2 separate regions of the Sus scrofa genome follow, and region 1 is linked to region 2. Evidence: chromatin contacts called from public promoter capture Hi-C data. All regions are on one chromosome and are shown on one strand. The core of a region is the stretch at or near the end of the contact, and the rest is flanking DNA. Distances in the headings are between cores, read along the strand shown.

The links. Promoter capture Hi-C pulls out the DNA fragments that hold promoters and counts their contacts.
Region 1: a contact with region 2 is called in a promoter capture Hi-C map of liver, with 2.7 times the contacts expected there. The contact joins the promoter of CHPF here to the promoter of DNPEP in region 2. A contact is called at or near these places in 3 of 5 promoter capture datasets (fetal liver, fetal skeletal muscle and liver), 5 of 47 Hi-C or Micro-C datasets (liver, omental adipose tissue, skeletal muscle and 1 more) and 1 of 2 datasets of contacts at active chromatin or transcription factors (skeletal muscle).

The regions. Positions count from the first base shown.
Region 1 is chr15:121,551,320-121,557,365 of Sscrofa11.1, reverse strand. It overlaps CHPF (chondroitin sulfate synthase 2), which reads left to right and starts at 3,776. Exons shown (of 4, transcript XM_003359649.4): 1 at 3,776-4,488. The coding sequence starts at 4,175. It overlaps TMEM198 (transmembrane protein 198), which reads right to left and starts at 3,680. Exons shown (of 5, transcript XM_021076309.1): 1 at 3,334-3,680; 2 at 2,817-3,020; 3 at 1-520. The coding sequence starts at 2,982.
Region 2 is chr15:121,401,561-121,407,346 of Sscrofa11.1, reverse strand. DNPEP (aspartyl aminopeptidase) reads left to right here and starts at 3,236. Exons shown (of 15, transcript NM_001185186.1): 1 at 3,236-3,264; 2 at 3,903-3,996; 3 at 4,102-4,190; 4 at 4,289-4,402; 5 at 4,610-4,735; 6 at 4,939-5,069; 7 at 5,333-5,408; 8 at 5,520-5,627. The coding sequence starts at 3,259.

The DNA.
Region 1 (6,046 bases), core at 2,527-5,026, 150 kb before region 2:
AGGCTGAGCAGGGGCCAAAGTGCCAGCAGGGCCCAGCTCCGCCAGCAGAGGGGAGGCACGGGGGCAGCCCGGAGACGCTCCACTGCGTAGCGCCCCAGCAGCAACAACTCGGCAAAATAGTCTGCGGCGGTGGCGATGAGCGCAGCACCAGTCACGGCAGTGGCCAGGGTGGTGAGTGGGCGGGGCCAGCGCAGGGTGAGCAGGGCGCAGAGCAGGCCGCCCCCCAGCAGCAGCCCCAGGGGACCCCAAACAGAGCCGGGCTGGTAGTAGGGTGCGGAGCCCAGCAGGGCAGCAGCGGCGAGCAGCAGGCCGAGCAGCAGCCCCACCAGGAAGAGGCCCACGCTGCGCACCAGCATGGCCACCAGCCCGCAGAGCAGCCCGATGCCCAGCGCGATGCCTGCACTCGCCCCAGCACTCAGCTGTGTCTCCAGCACCCGCTCTCGGTAACACAGCAGGAAGATGACCACTGAGCCAAACAGCAACCCGGTGAGGAAGAGTACTGCCTTGAAGCAGCGGTAACCTGGAGGGGAACAGGGGCTCGTGAGAGGCCAAACAAGGCCAGCAGGCTGCAGGCAGGAGGTCAGAGGGGTCAGGGACGTGGAATCACAGGGGAACCAGAGGCAGGAGACTAAGATCAGAGAACTGGGGTCACTGAGGTCCTGAGGGAAGCAATGAAGGAACCCCTGGGGTCAAGGAAGATCAGAAAGATAGGTCATTGGGAGTCACTGGGAAAACGGAGACACAGTCATTGTCGGTTTTTTTAAGGGCCACTCAGAGATAAATCATTGGAGTCAAGAGTGAATCAGTGATAGGGTTATCGGGGTCTTTGGGATCATAGGGATCAGAGAGAGGGGTCACTGGGGTCACAAGTGGATGGGCAATGGAGTCATTGGGGTCTTTGGGGAGGGGTTGTTCAGAGAGGTGTATTTGGAAGTTGGAAAGAACTTGAGAGGTGAGATCACACAGGTCGGAAAGATGAGGTCTTTGAGGGGTCACAGGGCTTCAGAGATATGACTTCAATAGAAGGTTACAAAGGGAACAGAGAAACGGGTCCACAAGATGAGGTCCTTTCAGGTCAAGGGGATTGACAGATATGGAATCATTGAGAGTATTAAAGGGTGTCTGAGAGAGGTAATATTGAAGCCAGAGGAATGGAATCATTGAGATCATGTGGGGAGCAATCTGATGATAGGGTCATAGGGGCTATCCCCCCTATGTTAGGAATAATAGAGGGATGGAAGGTAATGAGATAGCTGGGGTGATTAGGGGTCTTTAGGACATACAAGGGGCCACAGGGAGTCAAAGAGGATTGTTGAGGAAATAGTGGTTGTGGAGTTTCAGAAAAATGGAGGTTATAGGGCCATTAGGCCCATTAAGGGTACCTGGAAGTGTGAGGGACTTGTAGAGCTTGAACAGCTGGGAAGATGGAAGTCAGAGATGGGGGGGTAAGGGGTCAGGGAAAGCCAAAGAGAAAAGTCTTAAAGAGGAGAGTTAGTTCTGGCAATGAGGGGAAGCATTAGAGTCTGGGAGGTTCGGGGGCCGGAAAGAGTAGGGCATGCACGAGGGCTCAGAGAATCCAAGAGTGGGAGAGTGGGAGCCTCCAAGAGCGTAAGGTGGCAAGGAAGCCAGGAGAGGGAATGTCAAGCTGCACTGAGCAACTGTAGAGGGAGCGGGTATGAATAGTGGAGGGGGTGAGGTGACACAGACTCCTTGGAGATCTACAATGTGTCCTGAACCCTTAGAGGGGCTCTTCCTCCTGCCCACTCTTCAGTTGTTCAGACCAGAGGTTGGGGGTGGAAGAGGAGGGACCATCTGGCTCCTATCCCTGCCTACTACGCAGCCATTCTAGGGGGAGGCATAAAGTCTGCACAGCACAAGTCCCCCCCACATATCCCACCCCATCTCTACCCAACCTGGAACTCAGAACTTCAAGCTTCCTTTGCACTTCATCCAGCCACCTATAATGCTCTACCTGGAGGCTTTCCTTGGATGCCCAGTCCAAAAGACCAACTCTACTCTCTGAATTTCTACATCTTCTTGCTGGGGAGTCACTGGGCATTTAGTCCACTAGACCATTTGGCATTTTTGTGCAATTTAGGAAAAACTGAGTTCCTCTAGGCAAAGCAGACTTGTGCCAAGGTCTAGAGTTCTGTAAGTGGAGCATGGGCTAGATTTCAGCCCCTACTTGCCTATCCAGCTGAACTCCCTTGTGCAGTATCCATCCTGGACAACTATTTGCAGCAGCCCTGATTACTGGAACCTGCTTTGGACACACATTTCCATGTGTATGACTAATATTTAGCTCCTCTCTAATAGGTATCACAGGCATAAATGGCTCAGAAGACTTTCCCCCATCAGACAATATGCTCGGTGATAAGAGACCATGTTTACTTACCCTGCTAAATGTTTTCAGTGCCTACCTAGCATAGTAACCCAAACATATCTTCATCACAAGAGCTATTATGTATTCAGTGCTTACTAATTCTTGCAACAACCCTGTGTGAGACAAGTATCATTCTTCCCACTGTTCAGATGAGAAAACTGGACCTTAGCAGTTAATGAGCCCAAGGCATCACAATTAGTAAGGTGCAGAGCCAGGTTCAAATTCAAGCATGCCTAACTCAAAAACCTGTGTTCTCTAGGATCTAGAGTCTAAGTTATCTACAAACATTTGTGGGATGGAAAAAGAGAGAGAGAGAAAAGAAAGATAATTATTATGGTGGTGGTAAAGTTCTAAAGAAGGCTGAGGGTGCCTCAGAAAAATAACTTAGGGAAACAGTGGGGAAGCCCCAGTGAGGGATGAGATGAGGTCTCACCGAAGAAGCAGTAGACGACTCCAAACAGACAGCACATGATGCAGACGAGGGCCGGCAGTGCCTGGTACCTGCGTTCCAGGGGCTGTTCACAGGGTGCACCCCAGAAGGCATCATCTGGCTCGGGGGGCAGCAGCTGGAACCGCAGTGTCGCCGCAGTGCCTGGCATAGTGCTGGGAACAGAGGGAGTCACCCTCCCAGGTCAGCCTGACAGAGAGGAAGTTGGGGTCAAAGAGGAGTCCTGGGTCTCTACCACGATGGAGTGAGAATGGGAGTGGGAGAACTAGGCAAGGACACAGTGGACAAAGGAGTGGTGCTCACATCACACAGCTCTGGAAGCATCCCTGAAGTAAGGGGCAAAAGACAAAGGGAAACAAAAGTGCCCGGCTAGAGGGAGCTGGGATGAAGTTAAAAGGGTAACTGGGTTGTGGGGAGATGAGGTCAGTGTGCTGCCAGTGAGAAGCAGGCGGCTAGAAGACTGGTCTGTGGGCGGCTAAATCTGGGATTGTCCAAGATCTACCTGGGCCGGAGGCGACCTGAGCTTCAGAGCGAAAGAGGCTGTGCAGAAGCCGGCGTGTCCGGGGTTGCAGGGTGCCAGGGGCTCCAGCCGACTTGGGTCCGGTAAAAGTCCGCCGTGAGGGGAAGGGGGCCGCTGGGCCGGAGGGACCGGTCCCTGCGCGGCAGCGTCGCCGCTCCGCCTCCAAAACCGGCTAGCACTCCAGGTCCGCGGCGTTCGGGGACTCGGGCTGGGCCTGGGAAAGGGAAAGGAGCGGGAGCAGGGGCTTGGGCTGCCCCAGAGCCGCGGCCCCATGCCCTGAGCCCGCCCGCGGCCTGTGGTGCTGATGGACAGCTCCGGCCTCTGCTCCTGACGTCACTCAGGGCGCACCATCCAGGCAGGGGCGGGCTGCTTCTGACGTCACCCGAGACGCACCAACCACGCCGAGAGGAGGTTAGGCGACTCCGCCCCCGGCGTCTGCCTCTCCCGCACTGAGGAGGGGGCACTTCCGGGGGTCCTTCCCCTTTAACCTCCCCCTTTTCCTCCCTCTCCGGTAGCTGGAGCCCGAGACCACACCCCGGGGGCGGGGCCCTCCCAGTGACACGTCGGACAGCGACGGCCCCCGCTAAGGCTCCCGAGCCCAGCGCCGGGACGGTGAGCGGTACCGAGCTGCGGCTGGAAGGGGATCAGAACGCAGCGCTGGGGATTCGACTGGCACCGCGGGCTCTGCTCGGCGCGGAGTGGGGGGGCCCGCCTGCTTGCCCTGGGCCCTCTGGATCCGCCCCCTCCCCAGTCCCGCCCCCTCGGAGCCTCCTCTAGCTGCTCTGGGGCTGCTCCGAGGCCCGGGGCCCGCGGTCCTGGCGCCATGCGGGCATCGCTGCTGTTGTCGGTGCTGCGGCCCGCAGGGCCAGTGGCCGTGGGCATCTCCCTGGGCTTCACTCTGAGCCTGCTCAGCGTCACCTGGGTGGAGGAGCCGTGCGGCCCAGGCCCGCCCCAACCCGGAGATTCTGAGCTGCCGCCGCGCGGCAACACAAACGCGGCACGCCGGCCCAACTCGGTGCAACCTGGAGCAGAGCGCGAGAAGCCCGGGGCCGGCGCAGGAGCCGTGGAGAACTGGGAGCCGCGCGTATTGCCCTATCACCCCGCACAGCCTGGCCAGGCCGCCAAAAAGGCCGTCAGGTAGGGATCAGACTCGCCAGCCCCACCCCCTGTGAACCGGCCTGGACAGGCGCGCCGTGGAGGCCGACAGGGGCTGGGTCAGGCTCCGGAAGGAAGGGGCTGGCTAGCCAGGAAGTCTTTGGGCCCTGATAATTTCCGATAGCCCTGCTTCTCGGGGAGGTGTGGAGCCCATCTGAGGCCTCCCTGGGCCTCATCCAGGCCTGGGCAGAACTTGCCCACCTCTGTCCTAAACCTGCTTGACACCACGGGCCCCCAGAGATCCTCAGTTCCCTGGCTCGGTGATGGGTGTAGACTGGTATAGAGAGAGGGAAAGAGAAAAGAGAGAACTAGGATTTACCTCTCTTATTCCTGTGTGGAGACCTGGATGGGGAGGTATTGAGGTTCCTGGGGGAAGGGTGATATACCCATCCCATTAATGCCTCTGCCTGTGAGTTGAACTAATTTCTCCTAAGTAACACTGAGTTCAATTTCCAGTTCTGCAACTTACCTTCTGTGTTGTGGAAGGTAAGATCCTGGAACCCCTGAGCTCCCCAAACACATTCACTACATGTCTATGCTATTCATTCCTTTACATCATTTGTGTGACATATTTGTGGTATAATGCCATATATTTAGAAATAAGTATATCCATCGACTTCCCGTTGTGGTGCAGCAGAAACGAATCTAACTGGTATCCGTGAGGATGCGGGTTCGATCTCTGGCCTTGCTCAGTGGGTTGGGAATCCAGCATTGCTGTGAGCTGTGGTATAGGTCTCAGACGAGGCTCTGATCCCACGTGGCTGTGCTGTGGCTGTGGCATAGGCCGGCAGCTGTAGCTCCAATTGGATCCCTAGCCTGGGAACTTCAATATGCTGCAGATGTGCCCCTAAAAAGCAAAGAGAAAGAGAGAGAGAGAGACAGGGAGAGAGAAAGAAAGAATAGAATATACATGATGATGTGTGGAATACCTATATGCCAAGCATTTGGCTTAGTGCTTTAAAGAAACAATCAGCCCTGTTTACAGATGAGGCTAGCTAAGGCTCAGATGGGTTTAGTAACTTGCTCAAGGACCAAACTATTAAGTAATGAAACAGGGAATCAGACGCACAGTGTATCTCTCATCTCTGCCTGGATAGTGCCATCTCCCAAAAGCAGTGTGTAGGTAAGACCAGTATTTCACTTAAATCCTCATGTCCCCGGGGAGAGAGCTGTTATTCTTATCCTCTGATAGGTGAGGGAAACAGACCCAGAGAGGATGTGACCTTCCAGAGCCTATGTATGCTGCCTTTTGCCAGCCCTGTTAACTTTTTTGTTTTGGGTTTTTTTTGTTTTTGTTTTTGTTTTTTTGCTTTTTGAGGCCGCACCCACGGCATATTGAAGTTCACAGGCTAGGGGTTGAATCAGAGCTGTAGCCACCAGCCTACACCACAGCCACATCAGATCGAAGCCGACTCTGCAAACTACACCAAAGGTCATGGCAACGCCTGATCCTTAACCCACTGAGCAAGGTCAGGGATCGAACCTGCGTCCTCATGAATGCTAGTCGGATTCGTTTCCACTGCGCCACGATGGGAACTCC
Region 2 (5,786 bases), core at 1,987-4,486:
TGGGGTTTTTGCCGGACAACTAAGCAACCCCAAAGTGAGCAAGGGGTGTGGAAGTGTGTGCAAAGGAGTGGTGATAAGGATGGAGCAGCACATTATGCTGGGTTGGAGGGGGGTGGAGAAGAGAGGACTGGGGAACCGAGATGAATAGGATCAATTGTTGGTAATTCTTGTATAGGTGAGGAATTAATGGGGTTGGGTACCTTTCTCTGAAGGTTTCCTATCTCATTCTCAGTTTATTTTTTGTTTAAAATACCAATATCAGGAGTTCCCGTGGTGGTGCAATGGAAACGAATCCGACTAGGAACTGTGAGGTTGTGGGTTTGATCCCTGGCCTCGCCCAGTGGGTTAAGGATCTGGCACTGCTGTGAGCTGTGGTATAGGTCACAGGCGAGGCTTGGATCCTGCGTTGCTGTGGCTGTGGTGTAGGCTGGCAGCTGTAGCTCTGATTCCACCCCTAGCCTGGGAACCTCCATATGCCTTGGGTGTGGCCCTAAAAAGCAAAATAAAAACAAACAAACAAACAAACAAAAAACCCCCCAAACAACCCCACACCAATAAATATCAAAAGAAACATTCCAGAGTTTCCTGGTGGCTTATGGGTTAAGGAGCCAGTGTTGTCACTTCTGTGGCAAGGTTGCATCCTTGGCCAGGGAACTTCCATAAGCTGGTGGGGGGGCGACCAAAAAGACATCCAAGGATTTCCTGCTCAACAGAAACAAATCTGACTAGTACCCAGGAGGATGCGTGAGCTCTCTGGCCAGCTCTGGTTCAGCTGCTACCCTGAGAACCTCCATATGCTGCAGGTGCAGTCCTAAAAAGACAAAAAGACATTAAAAAAAAAAAAAAAAAAAGCTTTTCAAACCTCCCTCCTAGAATACGATTGGTTGGAAACAAAAATTTTGCCTGAGCTGCTCACCTCAAGGCATCCTGGCATTTGTAGTTCTTACTCAGCTGAGCCTTGCTCAGAAAACGACTTGAGCAGAAGACATGTGTTGGAAACTAAAGTGCCCTTCCAACGACATTGTAAGAGAACAAATTGTACCGTGTTATGCAAGCCCCTATCATTCTACCCAGGAGCAAATCATTCATTTAAACAGCCAAGCAATGAGATACCCAGGGCTGTTTTAGCATCAAGAAATCAAGATCATCTGATTCAGCCCCTCTCTGTATCCATTTCAGCAGGCAGGAACAGGACACACACACACACACACACACACACTTTCTCTTCCTCACAGAATTGCTTTGGTATTCTGAATTATGGGACAGATCACTACTTAGGAAGTTTCTTTCATAAACCTATGGATCACAAAGGACATGCATGTCAAGGTAACTCACACTGAAGTGTGTAACTATTGCTATGTTAACACACAGGCATTTGCTCTTTAATAGTAATTAAACCAAAAAAGATAAATGACTAATGGTAACGCTGTAAACACCAGCTAGGAGGTCCCTGGTGGTGGAGTTCCCTGGTGGTTCAGTGGGTTAAGGATCAGTCATTGTCACTGTAGTGGCCCAGGTTGCTGCCGTGATGCAGGTTCAGTTGCTGTCCTGGGAACTTCCATATGCCACGGGCGGGGTCAAAACAAACAAACAAGCAAACAAATAAAAAAGAAATGACTGTCAGATCTCCAGGAATTTTGTGATCCTAGTGTTAAACACAGGAATCGCTAAAAATTAATCTATGGAAACTTACAATTAAACAAATTATATTACAAACAGAGATAATACTCAGAAGATTATTGCTTTCCTAGTGATTTTACTATAAATCTTTGCTCCTGAGATTACTTTTGTCCATTATATCTGTTTGGCAGAAATCTACACAGTTGTGTACTTTTCCTCATCCCTCCCAATTCCACGTTCAGTTCACGCTGGCAGCTTAGACTTGGCCATGGGGAGTGTTTACACCACAGAAATAGGGCTGAAACATGTGTATTTCCCCAAGCCTAATCCAACAAGTCAAAAATGGTATCTTTTCTTTTTTTTTTTTTTGTCCTTTTTAGTGCCGCACCTACGGCATATGGAGGTTCCCAGGCTAGGGATCCAATCAGATCCAAGCTGTGTCTGCGACCTCCACCACAACTCATGGCAACGCCAGATCCTTAATCCACTGAGCGAGGCCAGGGATCGAACCCGCAACCTCATGGTTCCTAGTTGGATTCGTTTCTGCTTTACCACGATGGGAACACCTACATCTACTCCTTTGAATTGGGGGCTGCAAGATCTTTCCTACTACTGCCCACTCCCCTGACATTCCCAGTCCAGTACCTAAATGGCAGATTGCTCCATCACCTGTAATCCCTGGAATGCTAATAACAGCCCTGAGAGCTGGCCCCTGTTTTGAACCCAGGGACCATCAAGAGTCCTCATCAGAATCCATGGTTAGTCAGGCACCTGTGTTTTTTAAGTGGCTACTCACCACTCTTGACATAGGGCTATTGGGATTGCCTCCAAGAACATATGGAGTTTGTCACAATTTTTTAAAATTATAGTTGATTTACAATGTTCTGTCAATTTCTGCTGTACAGCAAAGTGACCCAGTTATACATTTATCTACATTTTTTTTTTTTTGGAGTTGGTCTTTTTCTGTCAATTTAAAAAGTGGAAAGAGTACAGATACCAGAGTCAAATCCCAGAGGCATCCAAAGAGCTGCGTGATCTTGGACAAGTTGTTAATTCCTCCCTCGCTGAGGGACGTCCCGAATAACGTAGACTTTACCAAGAAAAGGGCCCAGTGAAAATCTGAGAGTGGGTTGTCCCAGGCCCCAAATTAATTGAGTCCAAACCCCACCTCTGCCACCTGCTGCCTTGGACAGGTTACTCATCTCTATATTTCAGTTTGGTATACAATGGGGACAGTAGAGGTACAAAGTTGATAGGGCAATGAAGATTAAACAAGGTAACACAGTAAGCTTGACCAGAAAGCTAAAATTCATCATGAACGCTCCATGAACACTAGCCATGTTGCTTTCATTATCACCAGGGTGCCTGTGGAGAGAGAGAGCACTTTGCACAGCACCCGTCGGACCAGGTGAGCTGGCGGGGGTGTTTTTTACCTGGACTCTCTGACCTGGGGCAAGGGTGGGGGCCCGCGGCTTTCGGCTATCTTAGCACCTCCGGGTCGGCAGAGGGCGCCCGCCACCGCCGCGTAAGGGGCACGGGGGGCGGGGGGGCAAGCGGCGGCTGCGGGGCGGGCGGTGGGAGTGGGGGCGGGCCTAGCGCACGGGCCGGGCGGGCAGACGTAGGCCCACGCGTCAGGCCATGCAGGTAGGTGGCCGCCTCTCGTCCCGCACGAACTTCGATCCCAAACCCGGCCCGGCAGCCTCTTGGGCCCAGGCTCAACCTTGCGCTTGCTGACGTGGGGGCTCCGCCCGACCCTAAACAAAACTGAAAGCCAGGCCCCAAGTGACTTTACCTTCCTGGGGTTGCTAAGGAGGGGTCTGCGAGAGACTGCTTTGGGCTGTTCCCTAGAGAACAGGTATTTGGTTCTGGGATGGGATCGCGCGCGCGGCGCAGGCTGGCACAGAGTTAGGGGCCCCATTGCAAGCTCGGAGTTTGGGAACTGACCCGGATTTTCAGCTGGTCGGGCACGTGGGGGCGGGACTTGGGGGGCAGGGCTGAAGCTAGGATGAGGGGGCGGGCCGGCTGAGATGTGCGGTGCGGGGAACGCAGCGGGGGTTGTGACGCTTTGGTTGGCGGATCGAAGCTTTCAGCGGATGGAGGATCCGCCCGGCATCTGCTTCTCTCCCTGGGGCAAGGGGTCTGAGCCTCGGAGCCGTCACTTGGGGTGGAGTGGGGTGGGGTGGGGGCGGGGGATTGGAGGGGCGGGGCGGGGAGTCTCCGGAACTTGGATGATAAGTCAGGGGTTCTAGACCTTGTAGGAGTCTGAGCTCCCGCTCCCTTAGGTGGCCATGAGCGGCAGGGCCCGCAAAGAGGCGGTGCAAGCCGCGGCCCGGGAACTCCTCAAGTTTGTGAACCAGAGCCCCTCTCCTTTCCACGGTAAGTGACCAGGGCAGCCGAGGAGGGCGGCGGGGGGAGGGGGGGGAGCGGGGCCGTGTGCCTCCTAGCGGTTTCCATCGCTATGAGAGCGTTCTTTCCCTCCAGCGGTGGCCGAGTGCCGCAGCCGCCTCCTCCAGGCTGGCTTCCGTGAACTCAAGGAGACGGAGAGCTGGGATATCAAGCCGGAGAGTAAGGTACTAGGGGTGGAGTGGGGGTGGAGAGGCAGGAACCCAGGCTGGGGCTCGAAGTCCTGTGCGCCCGCTGGCTAATCCATCTCCACCCTCCACCCCAGTACTTCCTGACCAGGAATTCCTCCACCATCATCGCTTTTGCTGTGGGAGGCCAGTATGTTCCTGGCAATGGTTTCAGCCTCATCGGGGCCCACACGGACAGCCCCTGCCTCCGGGTAAGGAAGGGGAGCCGTGCTGGGGAGGGGAGGCATGGAGAAGTGCAAGGGAAAAGCCTTATTTCTCCACCCCCCACCCCCCACCCCCCGCCCCGGCCGCTGCCTCCACATACACATGGGGCCCTTCTCCACCCCTTAGCTTGTGAAAGTCTGTCTCACCTCCACATCCCATGTTGTGTGGCCTCTGACTCCCATTGTCCCACTCAGGTGAAACGGCGGTCTCGCCGCAGCCAGGTGGGCTTCCAGCAGGTTGGTGTGGAGACCTACGGTGGTGGGATCTGGAGCACTTGGTTTGACCGTGACCTGACCTTGGCTGGACGTGTCATTGTCAAGGTGGGAACTGAGCTGGGACCTAGGAGGCCCTCAGCTTTAACTGCCTGAAGATTGACTGTCACCTTCCTTCAGGGAACCTCTGGAGAACCTCCCGGGGAAGGGGTCAGGGCCAGAGGACCCCCTTTGTTAGTCGGGATGCAGTGGGGGTGTTAGCCAACTGTGATCGGGAGGCACCCTGGCTGACCCCGCCTGTTTGGCCACAGTGCCCTACCTCAGGCCGGCTGGAGCAGCGGCTGGTGCACGTGGACCGGCCCGTTCTTCGCATCCCACACCTGGCCATCCACCTGCAGCGAAATGTCAATGAGAACTTCGGGCCCAACATGGAGATGCACTTGTGAGACTGGGGTGCAGGCTCTGGTGACTGGGAGGGATAGGACGTGGCACCAGGTGATGGAAGGGGCCCTGCCCGGACCTGGGGGATTACACCCTAATGGTGGCCACGATCAGGTTCTACTCTTAGGACCCAGTTGATGTGCGGGGAGCGAGCTGAGAATTAAAGGACCAGGGCAGTTCCCCATCAGGGGCCGCCTGAGCTCAGGGATGCCCCACCCTGCTGTGCCTTCCAGCCCTCCCCACACACCCTCTGTCTCCCCACAGAGTCCCCATTCTTGCCACAGCAGTCCAGGAGGAGCTGGAGAAGGGGACTCCTGAGCCAGGCCCTCTCAATGCTGCAGTAAGAGCCCCCTGGTCAACGGGAGGGGTGAGCAGGGGGAAGGGACTGGCCCCCTGAGAAGGGGAGAGAGGGAGGAGTGGCCCCTCCTCGCAGCATCCTTCTGTCCTGCAGGATGACCGGCACCACTCAGTCCTCATGTCCCTTCTCTGCGCCCATCTGGGGCTGAGCCCGGAGGATATCTTGGAGATGGAGCTGTGTCTCGCGGACACTCAGCCCGCGGTGAGGAACGGCTGCAGAAACTTGTGGCTGGGACCTCTGGGATCCCAGCCTGCCCCATCACGTCCCCTGAAGGACTCGTCGCCACTGTCAGTCCCCGAGTTACTCTCATCTCTGTTTTCCCAGGAGATACCACCCTGCTCTGCCTCCGGGGCAGTGGTT